Linked DNA regions of Mus musculus: region 2 is linked to region 1. The links are chromatin contacts, called in public Hi-C maps. All regions are on one chromosome and are shown on one strand. Each heading gives the region's core, a stretch centred on a gene start, on an enhancer-like site or on the middle of the called end of the contact. The rest is flanking DNA. Distances are from core to core; before and after follow the strand shown. Region 1 holds the start of A930016O22Rik (RIKEN cDNA A930016O22 gene). Region 2 overlaps Exoc3l2 (exocyst complex component 3-like 2).

Region 1 (5,004 bases), core at 906-3,405:
TAGGCTTGGACTTTTGGCAATCCTTCTGCCTCAGCCTTCTGAGAGCTGGGGTACAAGGTTGCTGCTGGCACACCTCTAAGGACTCACAACCTGTTTTGTTTTGAGCTGATCTCTTGTGTACCCATGCTCTCTCTGTGGGCCTTTGACTCAGCCTGTTGACAATAACTCCTCACTCTGCAGCTACAGAAACTTGTCACGGTACCTGGGTTTGTTTCCATAAAGCCTAGACTGGTCTCTGTATAGCCAAGACTGGCTTTGACCTGCCAATCCTGCCTCCACCTCCCATGTTCTGGGATTATAGGTATAGGACACTGACTATGTAGAGCAGGCTAGCCTCAGGCTCACAGAGATCCAGCTGCACCTGCCTCCTGAGTGCTGAGGCTAAGTGGGGAGGGTGAACCGCCATGCCTCGGCTTGGTATGTATTCCTCTCTCAAAAACTGTCCCCACACCCCTTCTGGCTCTTTCTTGGGACTGAAGACCCTAATCACTTCCTAGTGATGGCCCAACCCATGTGCTCCATCTGGAAGCAGAAACTCCTGCAAAGACACATAGTGGGAGTGGCTGGGCAGGAGAGCAAGAGATTCGAAGCTCATTCAGCAGAGGGCTTTGCCTGGCATGCAGGAGGCCCTGGTTCAGGTCCCCAGGACAGGCACGGTGGCACAAATCTGTAATCCCAGCAATAAATGGGTAAAAGCCAAATGATTAGATGTTCAAGATCAACCAGGTGTGGTGGTACATGCATTTAATCCCGATATTTAGGAGGCAAAAACTGGCAGATCTCTGAGTTCAAGGCTAGCCTAGTCTACGTAGTGAGTTCCAGGACAACAATGACATGTAGAGAGACCCTGTCTCAAAAACAAAACAACAAAAACCAAAAAACACTCAAGGTTTTTCTTGGCTACATAGTGTTTGAGGGCTAACCTGGTCTACGTGAGATCCTGACCTGGAAGGATCACCAACTGCAGATGGGAACTGTGGCCTATTTTTAAAACATTATTTCACTTGATGTAGTATCTGTGAAAGGGAACACTTTTGTCAAGAGAACTCAGTTTTGAGAGTTGGTTCTACTGCCTTGTCACAAGTTCTGGGACCAAACACGTCAGGTTAGTGCAGGATCCGTTTTTCGCCTGGTGAGCCGCCTCTACCGACTGCCGGCTAAGCTGGGCATGGTGGATCTGCCTGCCATTCCAGAATTCAGGAGGCAGATTCAGGAGGTTAATGTAAGTTTGAGGCCAGCCTGGGCTACATAGTAAGTTTGAGGCCAACCTAAAGTATATAGGGATAGCCCGTGTTTAACAAGGGTAAAGGAGATGACTGAGTGGATGACAGCCCTGTTTTACGCTATCAAGAGAACTTAAGTTTGGGTCATCATTATCCAAGTAAATGACAGGCATGGGTATGCGCCTGTGACCCCAGCATGTGGACAGAAACAGGCTGACCCTGGGTCCTGGGTGACCCTTCACTTAGCTGAGACAGTGAGTGTCAGGTTCAGCGAAGAGACTGTCAAAACAGGTGGATGCCAGGTGTGGTAGCACATGCCCTTAGACCCAGCATTCAATAGGCAGAGATAGATGGATCTCTATGAGTTCGAGACCAGCTTGGTCTACATAGTGAGTTCCAGGACAGCCAGGGCTGCATAAAAATAATAATAATAATAATAATAATAATAATAATTTGAGAATAACAGAGGAAGACACCCACAGCCCTCGTCTAGCCTGTCACAAGTGTGTGTACCTGTGCATACCTGTGCCAAGCATGGTGGCGCACACCTCTAATCCCAGAAGTTGAAAAGCAGAGGATTAGAAATTCAAGACTATCCTCAGCTACATAGGGAATTCAGGGCCAGCCTTAGCTACAAGAGCAGCTGTCTCAAAACAGCAATAACTTAGCAGTTAGAAAGGACGGAAGACAGACAGGACGCCAAGTGAGACGCATAAGAGGTAAGTCCCCGCTCCTCCTCCCTCAGTAGCTGGCACACTCACAGCTAAGGCCATCACGGACTTTTATTTAAGGCAGGGCATGGAGAAGCAGCCGGCGCTCCGGAGCGCCTGAGAAGCAGGTGGGCGGGGCTCCGGAGAGGCAGGTTCTCATTGGCCAGAACCCAGAGGACAGAGCCCAATGATTGGACTTCCAGGAGGCGGGGCACCAGCGCACACTGCAGGCTGGTGCGCCACGCCCTGCGCCTACTTCTGCGCGGGGATCATGTCGTCGATGGACTGGCCCTTTTCCAGCTTCTTCTCCATCTCCACCATAAGCTTCACGCCATCCACCACCAGCTGCACCTGTTCGACTTCGGATGAGCCCAGCCGATCGGCGTTGGAGATGTCGAACACGGCGCCCACCGCAGCCGTGTCCACGCCACCTGCGCGGGAGCAAACGCCACAGAGGCATTGGACAGGGAGCAGAGGTGCAGGTACGACCCTGTGCCCAAGTGCAAACGTCTCGGAAAGTTGCTGTTCACAAGTCACCAGTTATTGATATTAGGCCCTGTATGCCTGGATGTTAGGGTGAGGTCTCAGCTCAACAAGAAATTATAGCACAGGCCAGCGAAATAGCTGAGTGAGTAAAGATGCTTTTTGCTAAACCTGACATCCGGGTTCAATTTTCAGGGCTCACGTGGTGGAAGGCAGGAACTGACTTTAGAAAGTTGTCCTCTGACATCCATGCAAGTGTCGTGAAGTGGGAGTGCTCTCTCTCACACAGACAAATTTAATTTTAAAAATATACCGGAGCCGGGCGTGGTGGCGCACGCCTTTAATCCCAGCACTTGGGAGGCAGAGGCAGGTGGATCTCTGAGTTTGAGGCCAGCCTGGTCTACAGAGTGAGTTCCAGGACAGCCAGGGCTATACAGAGAAACCCTGTCTCAAAAACCCAAAAAAAAAAAAAAAAAAAAAAAAAAAAAAATACCGGGCAATGGTGATGCACATTTTAAATCCCAGCACTCGGGAGACAGAGGCAGGAGGATTTCTGTGAGTTCGAGGGCATCCTGGTCTACAGAGTGAATTCCAGGAAAGCCAGGGCTACTCAGAGAAACTCTGTCTCGAAAAACAAAACAAACAAACAAAAAAACCAAGATTGTCAGCCTGCGGTCAAACTGACCCCATTCCATTTACAGGTAGAGAATCTGAGCCGCCAATAGAGGATCGGGGATGTACGTAAAATACACATCAAATACTCTTAATCCCGGAACTTGCAGGGACACCCCTCCTCGGTAGATCCCTCCCCAGACGCCGCGGGGCGGGGCGGGGCGGGGCGGGGCGGGGCGGGCCGCACCTGTGCCGCGCTTCTGCAGACGAAGGCGAGTGAGAATCTCCTCAAACTTGGGGTGCTTGCTCAGGTTCGCCAGCTTCACGTGCACGCCTCCGCGCAGCCCGGTGCCCAGGTTGGAGGGGCAGGTGAGCACGTAGCCCAGGTGCTCGTTCCACATGAAGGGGTGACCAGCCTTCTTGAAGATCTCCTCAATCTGAGAAAGGGAGAGGACACCAGGAATTGGACTCCAAAGGCAGTCTGGGGTGTGTGTGTGTGTGTGTGTGTGTGTGTGTGTGTGTGTGTGTGAGGGACCAGGTGTTAGGACATAGGTGGGGGTAGGCGCGTGAGAGTGGAGAAACAACCAGGAGGAATTCTGCCCAGAAAGGCCTTGGGCAAAGATGGGGGCTGGTTTCAGACCCTGGGGATGGGAACAGGGCTTGGTAAATGGGGGAGGTGAGTTCTGAATGGTAGGGCTGGGTCTGGGGCTGGAAAGTGAGGATGGGAAAACGGGCGAGGGTGGGGAATGGTCGGAACCTTCTTAGGGAGTGAAATCAGAAAAGGCATGTATATGTGCATGTGTGTGAATGTGTGTAAGAGGCAGAGACTGGAAAGTGGGTGATGAAAAGCCAGCATGGGCTTGGCCAGTGTGGAAGGGGAGGAGTTTTAGGAACTGGGCGTGGAGGGTTTGGAAGGGCAGGGCTGGGTTTAGGAAGGAGCTTGGCTTTACATGGGGTTGCAATCAGGACGCAGCCACCCACCTTCTGCAGGCCCACGCAGAAGCGGCGGAAAACCTCCTTCATATTGCCTCCCTTCTCCATGGAGATCACGCGGAGGTGGTCCTCCTCGTTCACCCACACAAGGAAGCTTTTGTTGTCGTTGTGCCTAAGAAGGGGTGACCCAAGACCAAGAAGTCAGCAGGAGCCCCAATGGCCCAAGAAAGTAAACGCATGACTTTGTTCATAGCTGCTCCCTTTGGGCTCCAGGGGACAGACACGGGCACACTGGCTTCCCAGTCACAACTCCACGAAACTTCGGAGCAGAGAACAGGGACTTTGATGGGCCCAAGTCCCTGAAAACCTTCAGTCTTACTTGACCCCTCCCCTGCAGGCACCCAGAAGACTGAGGTGTAAAGACCTTGAGTTCGAGGTCAGCTTCGGGTTCAGGGGCGTTGTATACCTCCTGTGACCACAGGTCCTACACCCAATGTTATATCCCCTTGGATCCCAAGATTCTCCTTTCGGATTTGCATCCCAGGGTTCTGAGAGTTCAGCAATCTTCAGTTTTTTAAAATTATCATTAATGTAACAATTTTAATTATTTTTTGTTCAGAAAGGGAGGGGTCTTGGCTGCCATTGAACTGGTAATTCCCCTGCCTCAGGCTCTGCAGTATGATGATTGCAGGCGTGCACCACCAAGCCTGGATGATTTATTATTACTGCTGCTGCTGCTGTTGTTGTTGTTGTATTTTCATATGTGTATTTTGTTGTACAATGCATTTTGTTGTTGTTGTTGTTGTTGTTGTTTTAAGACAGGGTTTCTCTGTGTAGCCCTGGCTGTCCTGAAACTCACTTTGTAGATCAGGCTGGCCTCAATCTCAGAGACCCATCTGTCTCTGCCTCCTGAGTGCTGAGATTAAATGTGTGTGCCACTACCACCTGGCCTTGTACAATGGATTTTTAGAAAGATGGTCTTTGTTGGCCAGAGTGGTTCCTGACATCAAGTGACCCTCCTGCCTTAGGAGTCCGGAGTAGCT
Region 2 (5,004 bases), core at 1,135-3,634, 71 kb before region 1:
CTACCACGGAGCCACACCCCAGCCCCTCACTGGGGGATTCTAAGCAGGGTTCCACCTCTGAATCTTATCTCTAATCCCCCCCACCTTTGTTTTTGTTTTTTTGAGACAGGGTTTCTCTGTGTACTCCTGGCTGTCCTGGAACTCACTCTGTAGACCAGGCTGGCCACAAACTCAGAAATCCATCTGCCTCTGCCTCCCGAGTGCTGGGATTAAAGGCGTGTGCCACCACGCCCGGCCTCTAGCCCCCTTTTTTAAGTTTTATTTTCAGATAGTGTCTCACTAAATTATCCAGGCTTTCCTTGAGCTTCTGATTCTCTCAGTCTCCTGAGTAGGTAGATTTACACACTCGAGTTGCCACTTCTAAATCCGGAAGGTATGCTAACACTTGGCAGATGCCACAGCTAACCCTTAGTTCCCTCATCCCTTTCCTCCCGATGGCCTCACTCAGCCTAAGAGTGTCGCCCCACTAAATCCTAACCCCCTCTTTCTGCAGGTCTGGTTTGGAAGCTTCTCCACCACTGACATCCAAACCTCACTGTCTCTTCATTTAGATCATTCTAGATCATTCTTGAGCTTTCAGCCCCTAGGATACTCATGCCACTCCTAACCCAGTCTGCAAACGGGGGCACCTCTGAAGAGTCCACGCTACAATTCACCGTCTAATCATCTTTGTGCTCGAAAGCACCTCTGCTCCACAAACCCTTATCCTAAGCCCCAGCTACTAGAAGTTTCCCCTGCCCTTCCATCTCAACTCCACATCCCTGATGCATAACAAAGCTCCACAGCTGGTGTGATAGATCACACCTGGGATCCCAGCCCTGAGGTAGGAGGATGGCCCCTGCCTCACCAGGTACTCGCTGCCAAGCCTGAAGGCCCAAGTTCAATCCTCAAAACCTACACGGTTGGAGGAGAGAACTGACCTCTTGCAAAGTGTCCTCTGCCCCCCCCCCATGTGTGCACTGTGTCGTGCATGCTCCTCCCTCCCCAAATAAGAAGAATAAAGATGTCAGGCTTGGTGGCACACGCCTTTAATCCCAGCACTCAGGAAGCAGAGGCAAGTGAATCTCTGCAAGTTCAAGACCAGCCTGGTCAGTCGGGCAGTGGTGGCGCACACCTTTAACCCCAGCACTTGGGAGGCAGAGGCAAGAAGATTTCTAAGTTTGAGGCCAGCCTGGTCTACAGAGTGAGTTATTGGACAGCCAGGGCTACACAGAGAAACCCTGTCTTGGAAAACAAAAAAGGGGGCTGGAGAGATGGCTCAGTGGTTAAGAACACTGACTGCTCTTCCAAAGGTCCTGAGTTCAATTCCCAGCAACCACATGGTGGCTCACACCATTTGTAATGAGATCTGATGCACTCTTCTGGTGTGTCTGAAGACAACTACAGTGTACTTATATAAATAATAATAAATCTTTAAAAACAAACAAACAACAAAAGAAGAAGAAGAAGAAAAAACCCCAGCCTTGTCTACAGAGAAACCTTTTCTTGGAAAAATAAAATAAAATAAAATAAAATAAACACAGCTAATTCTAAGAGTTTAGCAAGGTCCCATTCACTGGACCATTTCGCTGTGCCTGAACTCTGACTCAACTTCAGAAATCCCCTGAGGATGCTGGGAATCCTTGAGATCGCTTATACCTCCAGAACAGAATCCTCTCCCTTGACTCCAAGCCTTCAAATCTCAAACTCAGCCCTCCTCCCACCATGCTCCTGTGGAGACTAGCTGCCCCTGCCCACCACAGTGCCAGGAAGCCACTCCTCCCATTGCTACTTCATTAGACCACTGTCTGTCACTCACAGGTGACAATGTCCTGTCCTGGATTTGAAATCAGATCTGCTGGTCTGCATTCAAATCCCAGACTCTTGTCACTTGACAACTGTGAGACCATGCATTATACAGGTAAGTTATTTTGCATTTCTAAAAACAAAAACAACCAAAACAAAAACAAAACAACCAAAACAAAAACAACAAAAAAACCATCAAAAAACATACTTTTGCCCTCTCTCTCTCTCTCTCTCTCTCTCTCTCTCTCTCTCTCTCTCTCTCTCTCTGCTCTCTATGTAGCCCTGGCTGTCCTGGAACTCAGAAATCCACCTCACCCCTACCTCCAGAGTGCTGGGATTAAAGGCATGTGCCACCACACCCTGGCTGGACTGCAGCTTTTACTGTTAAACTGTCCTAGATAAGAATGAAGGTGTAATTCCCACAGCCAGCTCACAATTAGGGTATTACCATCCGTAGGCAGCAGACAAGGAAGGTCTGGTCAAAAGGAAGTGGCCCACCTAGATTTGGACGTGCCTGCTACTGTCCCTTGAGTGTGCGCCCACATGCCCGTGTGTGTCCCCCGTGTCCCCGGCGGTTCCCTGCAGGGCCAGCCCTTCCTGCCGCCGGGCGGCCTGCGCCCCCCTTGCCCCGGGCTTCCTGTGACCGCTTGTTTGTTTGCGAGCCCTGGTGGCGGTGGCGGCGGCAGCAGAAGGAGGGAAATCGTATTAAGAATGCCCTGGTCCCAGCAGGAAACAGCCGTCAGACACGCTCTGCTCTCTGCCGCCACCCTGCTTTGGCGCAGGCCAGGAAACGCTGGGACGGATGCCAAAGAGACCCGGGGGCTTGCTGCACCTCACCTGATGTCTGGGTAGTCCCGCACCAGCACCCCGACCTCCACCTGGATGCTCGGAGTGTCCTCCAACTGTAGGATCTCTGCCAAGTGTGGCACCACTTGGTCAAGCCAATAAGCCTGGGACTCCTGTGGGAACAAGGGTTTCAGGGTCACCCAATGCAAGCCCCTTCTCCCCAATACCCTTTCCATGCTGAGCCTTGCTCCTCCCTAGCTCTTTAGTCTTCCCCATGGGTAAGAGGGCTCAGAAGGCAGCCTGGCAAGGCATTAGCTACAAGCTTTGCTTATATGATGGAGAACCCCTTATATAATCTGCCCCCGAGTTTTTACAGATAACCCTAGATTGGGTAACAGGAACTAAAATCTGCTAGTTGTCTGGGCAGTGGTGGCGCACGCCTTTAATCCCAGCACTGGGGAGGCAGAGGCAGGCAGATCTCTGTGAGTTCGAGGCCAACTTGGTCTACAGAGCCACAGGTCTTCCAAAACAAACAACAACAACAACAAAAATCTAACCAATTCCATCCAGGTTTGGTAGCAAATACCCATAATCCCAGCATGGGTGAGGTGGAGGCAGGAGGATCTGGAGTTCAGCCATCTTCAACCATAAGGAATTTAAGGCCAGTCTCAGGTGTGTGAGACATAACTTCAAAACCCAAAACCAAACAAACTTTAAAAACACCCACACTAGGGAGGCAGAGGCAGGGGCATTTGAAGCTGGCTACATAGTCAAGAAACAAGAGCTAGAGCACAGACACTTGATGGGGAAGGGGAGTGTAAGATAGAGTTATTCCAGGTGGGACTGAGGGCCAGCGTGTGCGAGGCTCTCCGTTCTGTCTTCTGCTCTGCCACCAAAAAGGGGTGGAATGTCATCATTCAGAAAGCATGGCTAAAACGTCCAGAGGGCCACCGTGTGCTCTTTCAGAGGGCTGCCTGTAAGTCCACAAAAATTATCTTGAAAATGTTTCAGTAAGTGAAACTATAAATTCCCAAGGACACACAGGCTATGAATCCCTAGAGCACCTCGTGAGTTCATGGGCCACCCTGCCTGCCCATGACAACTGGACCAACAGATTTGGGACTGCAAATTCTTGCATTTAGTGATATTTGGATTCAGAAAATTGTTTGTTTGTTTGTTTGTTTTTGAGACAAGGTCTCACTGCATAGCTCTGATGGCCTGGACCTCAATATGTGTAGACCAGGTTGGCCTCTAAATCATGACCCTCCTGCCTCATCCCTCCCAGTGCTGTGATTACAGGATTACCATAGCTGGAATATTTTTTTTTCCTTTAAAAATACTTTAGGGCTGGAGAGATGGCTCAGAGGTTAAGAGCACTGACTGCTCTTCCAGAGGTCCTGAGTTCAATTCTCAGCAACCACATGGTGGCTTACAACCATCTGTAATGAAATCTGATGCCCTCTTCTGGTGTGTCTGAAGACAGCTATAGTGTACTCATATATATAAAATAAATACGTAATTCTTTAAAAAGAAATACTTTAGCTGGGCAAAGTGGTTGCACACCTTCAATCCCAGCACTCAGGAGGCAGAGTTAGGTGAGTTTGAGGCAAATTTAGTCTACGTAGCAAATTCCAGGACAGTCAGGAGTGCATAGGGAGACCATCTCAAAAACAAAACAAGACTTGTTTTAAACGTATGGGTGTTCTCTCTGCGCCATGTGAATGAATGCCTGGAGCCCAAGAAGCCAGAATACAGTGTTGGATGAATTAAGTACGGTTTTGAGCTGCCATGTGGGGACTGCGAATCGAACCCGTGTTCTCTGCAAGAGTAACCAGGGCTCTCCAGGCCCCCGCCCTTTTTTCGGTCTTCTTGGTCTTGAAATTCCCAATCCTTCTGCCTCCGCATCCCTAGTACTGGGTGGCGGCAGGTGTGCATCATCACGAACCCAGCTTCCCTGTCCTGCTTTGGAAGCCAAACTGACCCCCACTCCGGACAGCCCCGCCTCCAGCTCTTACCTGTCTCCCTTCCCCCGGGTTTGCCCAGCCCAGCCCAGCCTGGCACTCACCAGCCGCCGAAACAACCGCTGCAGCTGCGCCGCGTCCTCGCGGAGCCTCCCCGCCACACGGCTGCGGGTCCTCGCAGAGCGACAGCGCAGGCGCCCGCGGAGCAGTGGCCGCACATACTCCACCAGCGCCCGTCGGTGCAGCTCAGCCACCAGAACCTGGGGACGGTGGGAGACCCGGACACGCTCTAGACCGCTCCCAACCAGTAGGCTTTCGGGAGGACCCCTGTTTCAAGCTCTGCCCACACAGGCGGAACACTCCTAATACATGTGGGAACCCTCTGTTCCTCACGGAGTGCCCGGCTCCTTTAAAGTCAGACTCTCTACGGATCCCCTCATCCTAACAGATCCTTAATCGGATCCCACACACA

Evidence for each region. A called contact is a pair of places that touch in the nucleus more often than the background predicts.
Region 2: a contact with region 1 is called in a Hi-C map of the AML12 cell line, with 1.4 times the contacts expected there. The contact joins the enhancer-like site here to the promoter of A930016O22Rik in region 1. A contact is called at or near these places in 11 of 39 promoter capture datasets (the C10 cell line, the HPC-7 cell line, cranial neural crest and 7 more), 19 of 484 Hi-C or Micro-C datasets (the AML12 cell line, the CH12 cell line, the G1E-ER4 cell line and 10 more), 6 of 115 datasets of contacts at active chromatin or transcription factors (bone marrow-derived macrophages, embryonic stem cells, intestinal crypt epithelium and 1 more) and 5 of 9 other capture datasets (adipose tissue, embryonic stem cells, liver and 2 more).

The regions. Positions count from the first base shown.
Region 1 is chr7:19,418,568-19,423,571 of GRCm38.p6, reverse strand. A930016O22Rik (RIKEN cDNA A930016O22 gene) reads left to right here and starts at 2,155. Exons shown (of 2, transcript NR_073015.1): 1 at 2,155-2,415; 2 at 4,019-5,004. Ckm (creatine kinase, muscle) reads right to left here. Exons shown (of 8, transcript NM_007710.2): 6 at 4,010-4,133; 7 at 3,276-3,465; 8 at 1,989-2,364. The coding sequence ends at 2,186.
Region 2 is chr7:19,489,396-19,494,399 of GRCm38.p6, reverse strand. Exoc3l2 (exocyst complex component 3-like 2) reads right to left here. Exons shown (of 12, transcript NM_001370800.1): 10 at 4,637-4,792; 11 at 2,623-2,744. Among named protein-coding and RNA genes, the nearest start is that of Bloc1s3, 16 kb to the left of the region's middle. Within about 2 kb of position 2,384, at least 36 of the 459 cell types and tissues checked have an H3K27ac peak or open chromatin away from gene starts, as enhancers often do. A contact at or near this core is called in the AML12 cell line, the HPC-7 cell line, adipose tissue and 1 more, where this site is marked.